Regions from separate parts of the Anas platyrhynchos genome. Here region 1 is linked to region 2. A link is a contact called in public Hi-C data. All regions are on one chromosome and are shown on one strand. The core of a region is the stretch at or near the end of the contact, and the rest is flanking DNA. Distances in the headings are between cores, read along the strand shown. Region 1 overlaps RPH3AL (rabphilin 3A like (without C2 domains)). Region 2 overlaps TEX14 (testis expressed 14, intercellular bridge forming factor).

What was found. Hi-C and Micro-C count contacts between places; a contact is called where the count stands out from the background.
Region 1: a Hi-C map of F1 follicle shows a contact between it and region 2, with 4 times the contacts expected there. The contact joins two enhancer-like sites. A contact is called at or near these places in 4 of 8 Hi-C or Micro-C datasets (F1 follicle, liver, skeletal muscle and 1 more).

What each region holds. Positions count from the first base shown.
Region 1 is chr20:3,584,807-3,588,919 of IASCAAS_PekinDuck_T2T, reverse strand. It overlaps RPH3AL (rabphilin 3A like (without C2 domains)), which reads left to right. Exons shown (of 13, transcript XM_072026113.1): 8 at 1,337-1,466. Among named protein-coding and RNA genes, the nearest start is that of RPH3AL, 15 kb to the left of the region's middle. Within about 2 kb of position 2,494, at least 1 of the 8 cell types and tissues checked has an H3K27ac peak or open chromatin away from gene starts, as enhancers often do.
Region 2 is chr20:3,504,133-3,508,321 of IASCAAS_PekinDuck_T2T, reverse strand. It overlaps TEX14 (testis expressed 14, intercellular bridge forming factor), which reads right to left. Exons shown (of 35, transcript XM_072026048.1): 16 at 3,856-4,006; 17 at 2,509-3,494; 18 at 1,689-1,795; 19 at 1,107-1,186; 20 at 300-566. Among named protein-coding and RNA genes, the nearest start is that of RAD51C, 13 kb to the right of the region's middle. Within about 2 kb of position 1,796, at least 2 of the 8 cell types and tissues checked have an H3K27ac peak or open chromatin away from gene starts, as enhancers often do.

The DNA of each region.
Region 1 (4,113 bases), core at 1,245-3,744, 80 kb before region 2:
TCGGTGACTCCCAGCCCGAGCCCAGCAGGCCCAGCTCCATGCCCCTGTGCTCAGCTCTGTCCCTGCACAGTGCACGTTAGTGCTGGTGAGGACGAGCAGTGATGTTTGTGTGCTGCGTGGGGGACCCCAGCAGCCCTGGAAGCAGCCAGCGACCCCGAGGGGCTGATGGCTCCTGTGCTGGTGTAGCTGTGCACAGCGACAGCCCCGCTGTTCCCCTGCTGAAGCGTTCTCCGAAATGCCTGTGTTAACTCCAGGGGGTTCTCTTGTGCTGAAGTCAAGGATCATAAATCCGGTAACGACGGCTCAGCCTGGCTGTGCGGTCTGACCTCGGCACCGCGGGCAGTGCCTCTTCCAAACAGACCTTGCCCTCCTCGCAGCGCGGGGCTTGGCTGGTGGGACATTAGCACTAATGAGAAGGGGGATGCAAGGATAACAGGACCGAGCCACGTGGCTGCGGCTGGTTGCTGCCTCTGAGAAATGTTTGGCTGTTTGTCATCCTCCCCGCCGACAGACGATGCCCGACAATGGCCTCGCAGCGATCTCACGACAGCAGCCTCGCTCTGCACGCCCTCCGCATCTCGCTTCCGAATCGCCTGTCCCTCCTTCCTTCCCTTCCGTGGTCCTGCTGCTGTGGACGTTGTGCATACAATATGTGCTTCCTGTCTTCCAAGCAGGCTGTCGAACGAAGCAGGGGGTAGTTGCTGGCATTCTTGTACCGTAGCCAGGCTCATTTTGGTCTGATGGCTTCGGTCTGGCCTTCCTGCTTCTAATGAGATGTAAGTCGCATGCCTGCAGTGCTGCTTTCAGGGAGGGCATGTGAAAACAGAGCAGGGCTTGGCAGGTCTCACTGTCTAACTCCTCTGCCCTTTCCGTGTGCTGACTTGCCCTGGTGTGAGCACTGAACCCTTTTCCTGCTCCCCAGGCAGGAAATCACTGTGCTGAGACTGTGCTGCCGAGGTGGCACTGAGCTCCTGAAGGGTGCTGGGTGCTTTTCTTGTGAGCCATCTGCCCTGTGCACACTGGCTGAGCCGTGCCTGCCAGTGGTGCTCCCAGTTTTGCTTCTCCTGGTCTCGGTGAGCACCAGCAGATGGACTTACAGGGGTTTTATTCCCTGAGGACCAAGAGCCAGCTACTAGGAAACACTGAGCGCAGAGACTGAAGCGAGGGTACATACGGTCCCAGCAAGGGGCTCCGAACTCCACGAGAAGGCTGAACCTGGAGCACACACCTGTAGGTTTTTGGCACAGCTTCCTCCTGTAGATCTGAGATTGCCACAGAGCCGTTCTGCAGTGCCCAAGGACCTGCTGTGACCTCTGCCTGGCCTTGTTCCCTGCAGGCGCCTGGTGGAGCGGCTGGAGAACATGAGAAAGAACGCGATGGGAAACGGCCTCTCCCAGTGCTTGCTCTGCGGGGAGCTGCTCGGGCTGCTGGGGAGCACCTCGGTCTTCTGTCAGGACTGCAAAAAGGTGGGTTTGCTCACAGGGGTTCCTGCCTACTCCTGGTAGCAGGTCTGTCCAGGCAAGGCCACTGGGGCTCTCGGAAGGGAGATCGCTCTGTGGAGTTAACTTATCTTAGCCCTGCTTGACCGGGTTGGTGCTGTCAAGCCACAGGGTTTTTTCTTTTTACCTTATTCCTTGTGATCCTAAAGTGCCCAAACTGCACTTACTGCTGAGATGGTGTGCATCAGCCGGGTAGATACTGGCGTTCCAGAGAAAGGGCAGAAATGTGCGTCTGTCAGAGGCACCTATAGAAGTGTCTGTGTACCTTACTGCTCCTTCCTGCAGGGTCTGCCCTTAGACCTTCCAGTAATGTGTTTCTACAGAGGGCTCAAACCCATCTTTAAGTTCCAAACCAGTGTAAGGTTTCCAACCTCAATGATACATAAATTACCTGTGCATCAGTGACTGTGTGTGTCATTGGCAGGACTGCACAGGTGTTGTTTGGAAGGGAGCACAGGCATGTAGGGAGACCTACATAGTGTGTAGGTCCTACATAACATCCTACATCCCTGTGGGATGATTATTGCTCGTCTGGGCTCCCCGACAAGCAGGGGTTAAACTGCATTGCTGCGGAGATGAGGATCTCCAAGGCAACCACCTTATCCTCCCTCTGCTGGGAGGCTGCTTCTCCTGCACTTGAAGCCCATCCTTCCCTGGGGAGATGTCTGTGCGAGTGCTCAGAGCAGTGCCTGGGGAGAGGTGAGGGTACCAGTGGGTGCAGGAGTGCTTCTGACTGGTGTCAGGGTGGGAGGGAGCAGCCTGGTGTCCCTGCTGGGCACCAGAGCCAAGGGGACACTTGCTGGTGCCACCCACCCCATCACTGCAGAGTTGTCCCATGGAGTCTGCAGGGCAGCACTGAGTAAATCCCACGTCTTACCACGCAGGGGTGTGTGCTGGCAGCTCTGTGCTTAAGCAGCTGTGCAGGCTGTGATGGAGAACCTGCTGTGCTGGTGGAGTTGGTGAGCTGCAGGTCCTGCAGGCAGCACCGAGGGCCCAGCAAAGGGGAGCTGCAGGGCAACTCTCTCGGAGGGGAGCACGGGCTCTGTGCAGACGTGTCTGTGGACAATAAAGGGCTGCCTGGCAGACAGGAGGCGGCAGGCTGTTTCCTGCATTTCAAGCATGCAGAATAACAGGATGTGCTGTATTCCTGCCTCCTTCCCCTGGCGATTCTGCTCTCACCTTGTCTGAAGCCAGCTAGGTCATGGTGCTGCAGCACTTCCTAACCTCCTTCCTGCAAGCCCCGCACACTAGCACGTGGAGGCAGAGCTGCTGCAGACCCTGCCCTGCTCTGCCCCTTTGCAGTTGCAGGAATAACCCCTAGAGCTAGCGAGGCTGGGAGTGCCCGAGGCTCCTGAGGAGCTGTAACCAGAAAGACCCAAAGAAGAACTGGTTCTTCTTGGGTTTTAGTTGGTTTTGGGGTAGTTTTTTTTTTCATTGTTCTCTTTTAGTCTGTTGGACAGTTCAGGAGGATTCACATCGAGGTTGACCTAAGGTGAGATCCTGTTTTTCCCAGTGTGCGTTTTGCAGCTGCTTTCAGCTTGGCTGCGCTTCTCTGCCGTGTGCGAGCTCAGGGCAATGGTGAGTGGGTGCCCTGGGCTTTTCCCCTTCCTGCTTTGTAACGCAGTGGTGTGAACCCAAAAACAGTCGATCCCTAAGCAGAGCACACAGAGGGGGCTGTTACTTTAAGCTTGTCCCCAATCCCCAGGGATATCCATCACTTGTGCAGCGTTGAACGCGATAAGCAATGACTTGTCAGGGAATTATGGATTTTTAAAGTTCATATTTTTCTTGCTTTCTTGTTACCATCTCATTGGAAAGTCGTTGCGGCCCTTTTAGCTCAATAACAGGGATTGCTGTAACGATACATCTGAAATATAGCAGAGGGCTTACCTTCTGCAAGTCCCTTCTGCTGAATAGAGGCTCGATAGCTCTTGGAGCCTGATGGATTTCCTAAGTGCCACTTTCTGTTTTAGCATTTATAGGTCAAAATGAAGAATGATTTTAATATTGGGTTTTATTATCTTAGAAATAAATGCATTATGGCAAGACAAAGATGTATGCAAATACAGACGTGTTAACAATAGCAGTAGTCAGATGAAGCATAATGTGCAATTTACCATGCAGAGGGTATCAGGATCATGTATAAAAGGTGAAAGAGAAGTAGGAGAAGAAAGATATCTTGTATTTAATGAAGAACAGGGCTGTGTTTAGCATCTTTGATTTTTATGTCTTCTGAGGGGTTGTGGGTGATACTCGATTTCCCGGCTAGTCTGCAGGGAAGGGGAGGAAGAGAGCCCAGTTTTGTGTTGGAGCTTTCAAAATTTATGGCTAGGAGGAAAGTTGTTGGGAAATTTCCACTAGGGGGAGTGTTTGAATGTGCTATATGCGGGGATTGGGATCTCTGAGGGTATTTACGACTGAGTTACTCCCTCAGGTTTTGGTCTCAGAAAGGGAGAATTTGGTGCATTTCAGAAGGTGCCTCCTAACTGCGGCACTATCTTCTGCTTGCATCTGCAGTCCCTCTTGGCTTGGGTAGCACCATCTTGAATATCGATATGCACCAGACCAAACAGGTTGTTTCTTATTTCTCTGCCCTTCCTGAAAACCTGTAGGC
Region 2 (4,189 bases), core at 547-3,046:
AAAAGAAATAAAGGTGTGAGAGCATAGCCATAGATTTAAAAGCTTTGGGTCTCCCATACTAATATATGTTAATGATGATGAAGGGTCTCCACGCTCACTGGACATTACATCCAGTTATTAAATAACAGAACTGAGTATTACGTTATGTTAGCCAATGCCTTAGCCATTGACCTGCTTTGGACAGGAGACTCTGAAAGAGAAGATGGCCAATTATTTTAACAAAATCGCAGGAGATGAAATCTGCTGAGAGATGGAAAGAGACAAAAAGGGAGATGAAATAATCCTTTTTTCAGCCTTACCCCCAGAACTTATGAACATTGACTCCAAATCACTCTCCTCAGATGCAGATCTATCCTCACAACCCACATCCCAAGGCTCAACGTTGTCACCTGCACGCCATCTCTCTCTCTGTTGGTCTCGACTTTTTTGGACCCTAATGGCGACATGTTGAAAGGCTTCCTCTATACTCTCCGTTTCACTTTCAGATGTACATTCACTGGTTGGATTTGTAGAAATCAGTTCCAGTTGTCCTGAGGCCACTCTTTTGGCCATTTGCTTTACTTCATCTACACAAAAGAACAAAATCTCCAGCCTGCGCAACAGGATCTAAACCTTCAAACCCTTTCCCATGTTTCATTGTATCTGCATACTTGGAAATGCTAAAATTATAAGCCTGTGTATTCCTTTATACAGAGAAGAACTAGACACTTCCTTCTATTTAAATTTAAAACCTGCATAAATCAATACAGACAAGCCTTCACATGAATAATTTTTGTTAGTTTGCATTCTCTATTATTCGTTCTTTACTGCCACCCACTGGTCGTTGCTATACTACCCTTTCTAAATTCATATGCTGTCCCTCCCTTACATCCTCTGAAACAGGGTCAGATATTCCTTGAGCTTTATAGTCAAACCATCTTAGTGTGATTGTGATTATTCCATGGCCTGAATGCACAAGATGCTGGATTCCACTCATTTGGTTTTCCACCAAGAACAGCCTAATAAAGCGATTAAGGCAGACAGACCTTTGTAAACTAACGAAATGTGTTAAGTTTTAATGCACTGCACTGCAGTAAGATTGCTAACGTTAACGCCGATTTACTTACTTCTCCACTCTGGTTGCCTCATCCTTCTCTCCTCACTTATTTTTGTGCTGTAAATTTCAGAAGCTGATTTTGGATAGCACCTATGATAAATTATTACAAGACAAGAGAAACTGTTAATGCACAAGCGTATTCTGTTAAGTATTCCCAGTCAATAGAACACTAGAAGTTGTCCCACAGCCCCTAATGTAGGGCCTAATCCTACTCCTATAAAAGCCAGAGTGTTTCTACCGAGAACTGAATGAGGCTGTGTACAGAGAAAAGAGCCGCCTTACTACTAGCTTCACTATTAGATTGCTCTCCTTAGGCACTGTTAGTTTCAGACTACTGACCTCTATCAGAAAAGCATTCGCAATCTGTCTGAATACCACTCTATAGAGGTAACTGCCCTGTTGCAGTAGTTACCCTGTCAGCTCTGCAGCTGACAATGAGTCACGGTAGGGTCCTAATTGGACAGATGGCTTCTGGCTTACTGTAAAAACATTCAATGCCATCTTTTATCCTGGATGTATCTACTTTTGACAGTGGCTGTAGCAAGATGAATCTGCTAGAATTAATTCTTTTGTGAACGTGATCAAAACTTACCACCTCTCTTCTTCACTTCCACTTGCTGCAGAATGTGAATCACTCCCTCTCTGACACTGCAAGTTGAACTTATTTTTGCATCTTACAGATACACGTGGGAGTAAATGCTGAAACGAGTCCAACAAGCCATGATTCAGCACGTTGGGCACTCTGTTAATTATCAGTTGAGCTGTCTATGGGACATACTAAGAACCAGATCATGCAAATTTTACTTCCTACATTTTATTTCAGTATCAGTAGTACTTCTCAAGTGAAAGGATCACAACTCCAGGCCTTAACTTATTAAAAGCTCTGCCTGGAGCTATAGCAGGTTTCATGTGTATGTAAGCGGACTGTCATGACACCTGGCTCCCAGAGGAAGTAGACCTAATGACCCAAGATCAGTCCCACAGCAGATACAACACACATTTCTCTCTTTTTCAGCTAAGCATGTCAGCTACTTACAGTTAATAAAGAATTCTAGATCATTAAGGGGCAGCTCTGACCTCCTTAACTAAGTATACTGCCCTACACCCCCAAAAAAAGTAGTAAAAAAATAATCTTTCTCTGCTTGCCATTTTCCCTAACAGTCCCACATCAATTTTAGCACAAGATTTTACTCCCTCCTCAGTTATTAGACAAGTATTTTGCTGGGGAAAAAATAAGATTACTACTGCAACACTGAGTTGACCATTTTGTTTTCTATATATAATGCATATAGCATGCACATGCATTTTAAAAGACAGATTATTCCTTTCTCTTGGATGCCATTTGTAACTTTCTCTTTACCATAAACCCATTAAAGAACACAGTAGTAACAAACACCTGCTCCACACTTTACCTCACGGTCTAGGCCCTCTTGGTTATCCAGGCTTTTCACCCCACTGAAGCTGAGATCATGCTGGTTGTTTTCATTTTTACTCTTACGCATCTGATGAAAGCTCTTCCACTTTTCATTCTGAGCTGCCTGCATTTCCCCTGCTGCCTTTGAAAAAGCCTGGAAACCATTTCCACCCAAACCTCCTCGTGCCTCACGTGTTACCAGAGGTGGAATATAGTCACTTGAGGGTGGACCTATGGCTTTCCATAAAAAAATATTAGCTCCAGAAAAAGGGTTATTGGTATTTTCGTAGATATCATCAGATCTGTTCCAATGTCTGTCATTAAAAGTTTGCTTAGAAACCTGATACATTCCCATTTCCTGGAGCAGCTTATTTTGTCTTTCATTGGCAATGAATTTGTCCAGTTTTAACTCTGTTCTGCACAGGGAATCTGCTGCCTGCTGCAACATGCTCTGAATGATCTTTAAATTAAGGACACATTTACTGATGTGCTGCTCATCTGGGGACGGACCACTCATTCTTCTCCCAGCATCTCCTCTCACCTGTGCCAGCAGGCACAGGTCAGAGACCTCACTTGCTCCTTCCTCCTCTTCTGTAGTATCCTCTGTGACTGAGTCTGAAAAGCTACCTTCCTCAGAAGCTGGCTTTTCCTCACATGACGCTCCAGGGGACACAAAGAGGTCTCTGAGGGCAGGCTTATCTTTTACCTTTTGCTGCTTTTCTTTATCCTTTAGAGTCTGACCTACTCCAGCTCCTTCTTCCAGGAAGTCTTCTTGAGATTCTGGGTAACTGGCAAAGATTTCATTCATTTCAAAGCTACAGAGGCTGTCATCCACATCACTGACACTGCAGGTCGCCTGGACTTCAGAATCTATGTCATGATTTTTTTCCTGTGCAACTGGCTGTAGATTGCTCGATGCCTCATAGTCTACTAAAGCATTATTCTCCTCAGGAATAAGAGAGTATCTTGGGGCAGGAGAGCTGTCTGCAAAAATTTGATATTAGGTGTTTAGCTACTCCTCCAGATGTCCATCAGACACACTGCTTTTGTACATTTAACAGTCAACACCTTTTAGATAATACATAAGCAGCATTTAACAGCTCTGCTGAAAGCAGTGTGCCTGAACTGCAATTATTAACCTGACATACAGTCTTGAGTTTACATTAATAGTTAGGGTGGCAGGTAAAATACAGATCTAATTGCTTTCTGTTTTCAATCTATGTCATCAAATCTGTAAGTGCTCCCATTTCAGTTGTTTACAGTAGATCTTTGTGGACTGAGAAAAATCCTCAGCAAAGGATGCACAACACCTTGATAAAACAAACAAACAAACGAACAAACTTACCAGCCTCTGTTACCTCTTTTTCATGCAGTCCCAGTGTTCTCTTCTGGTAGCTAAAAGCTGATGCCAAGCAGATGTTTATATCTGCGAAAACAGCAGGCCTTTGCACTTTTGACATTTCATCAGTGTGCCCAGTCTGAGACTTAGTCAAGTCCTGCAACACAAGAAATACTTTTAAAGGCATCTTTAATTGACCAATCTAGTCTCCACCTTCTATGTGGTTTGCCTCCGTGATCCGAGAAGGATACTTACTGTTCAGATTTCACACAAAAAACCTCCCACCTAGATTTAAGGTGAACAACTTGAATCCAAATGAACATAAAACGCTTCCATTTTT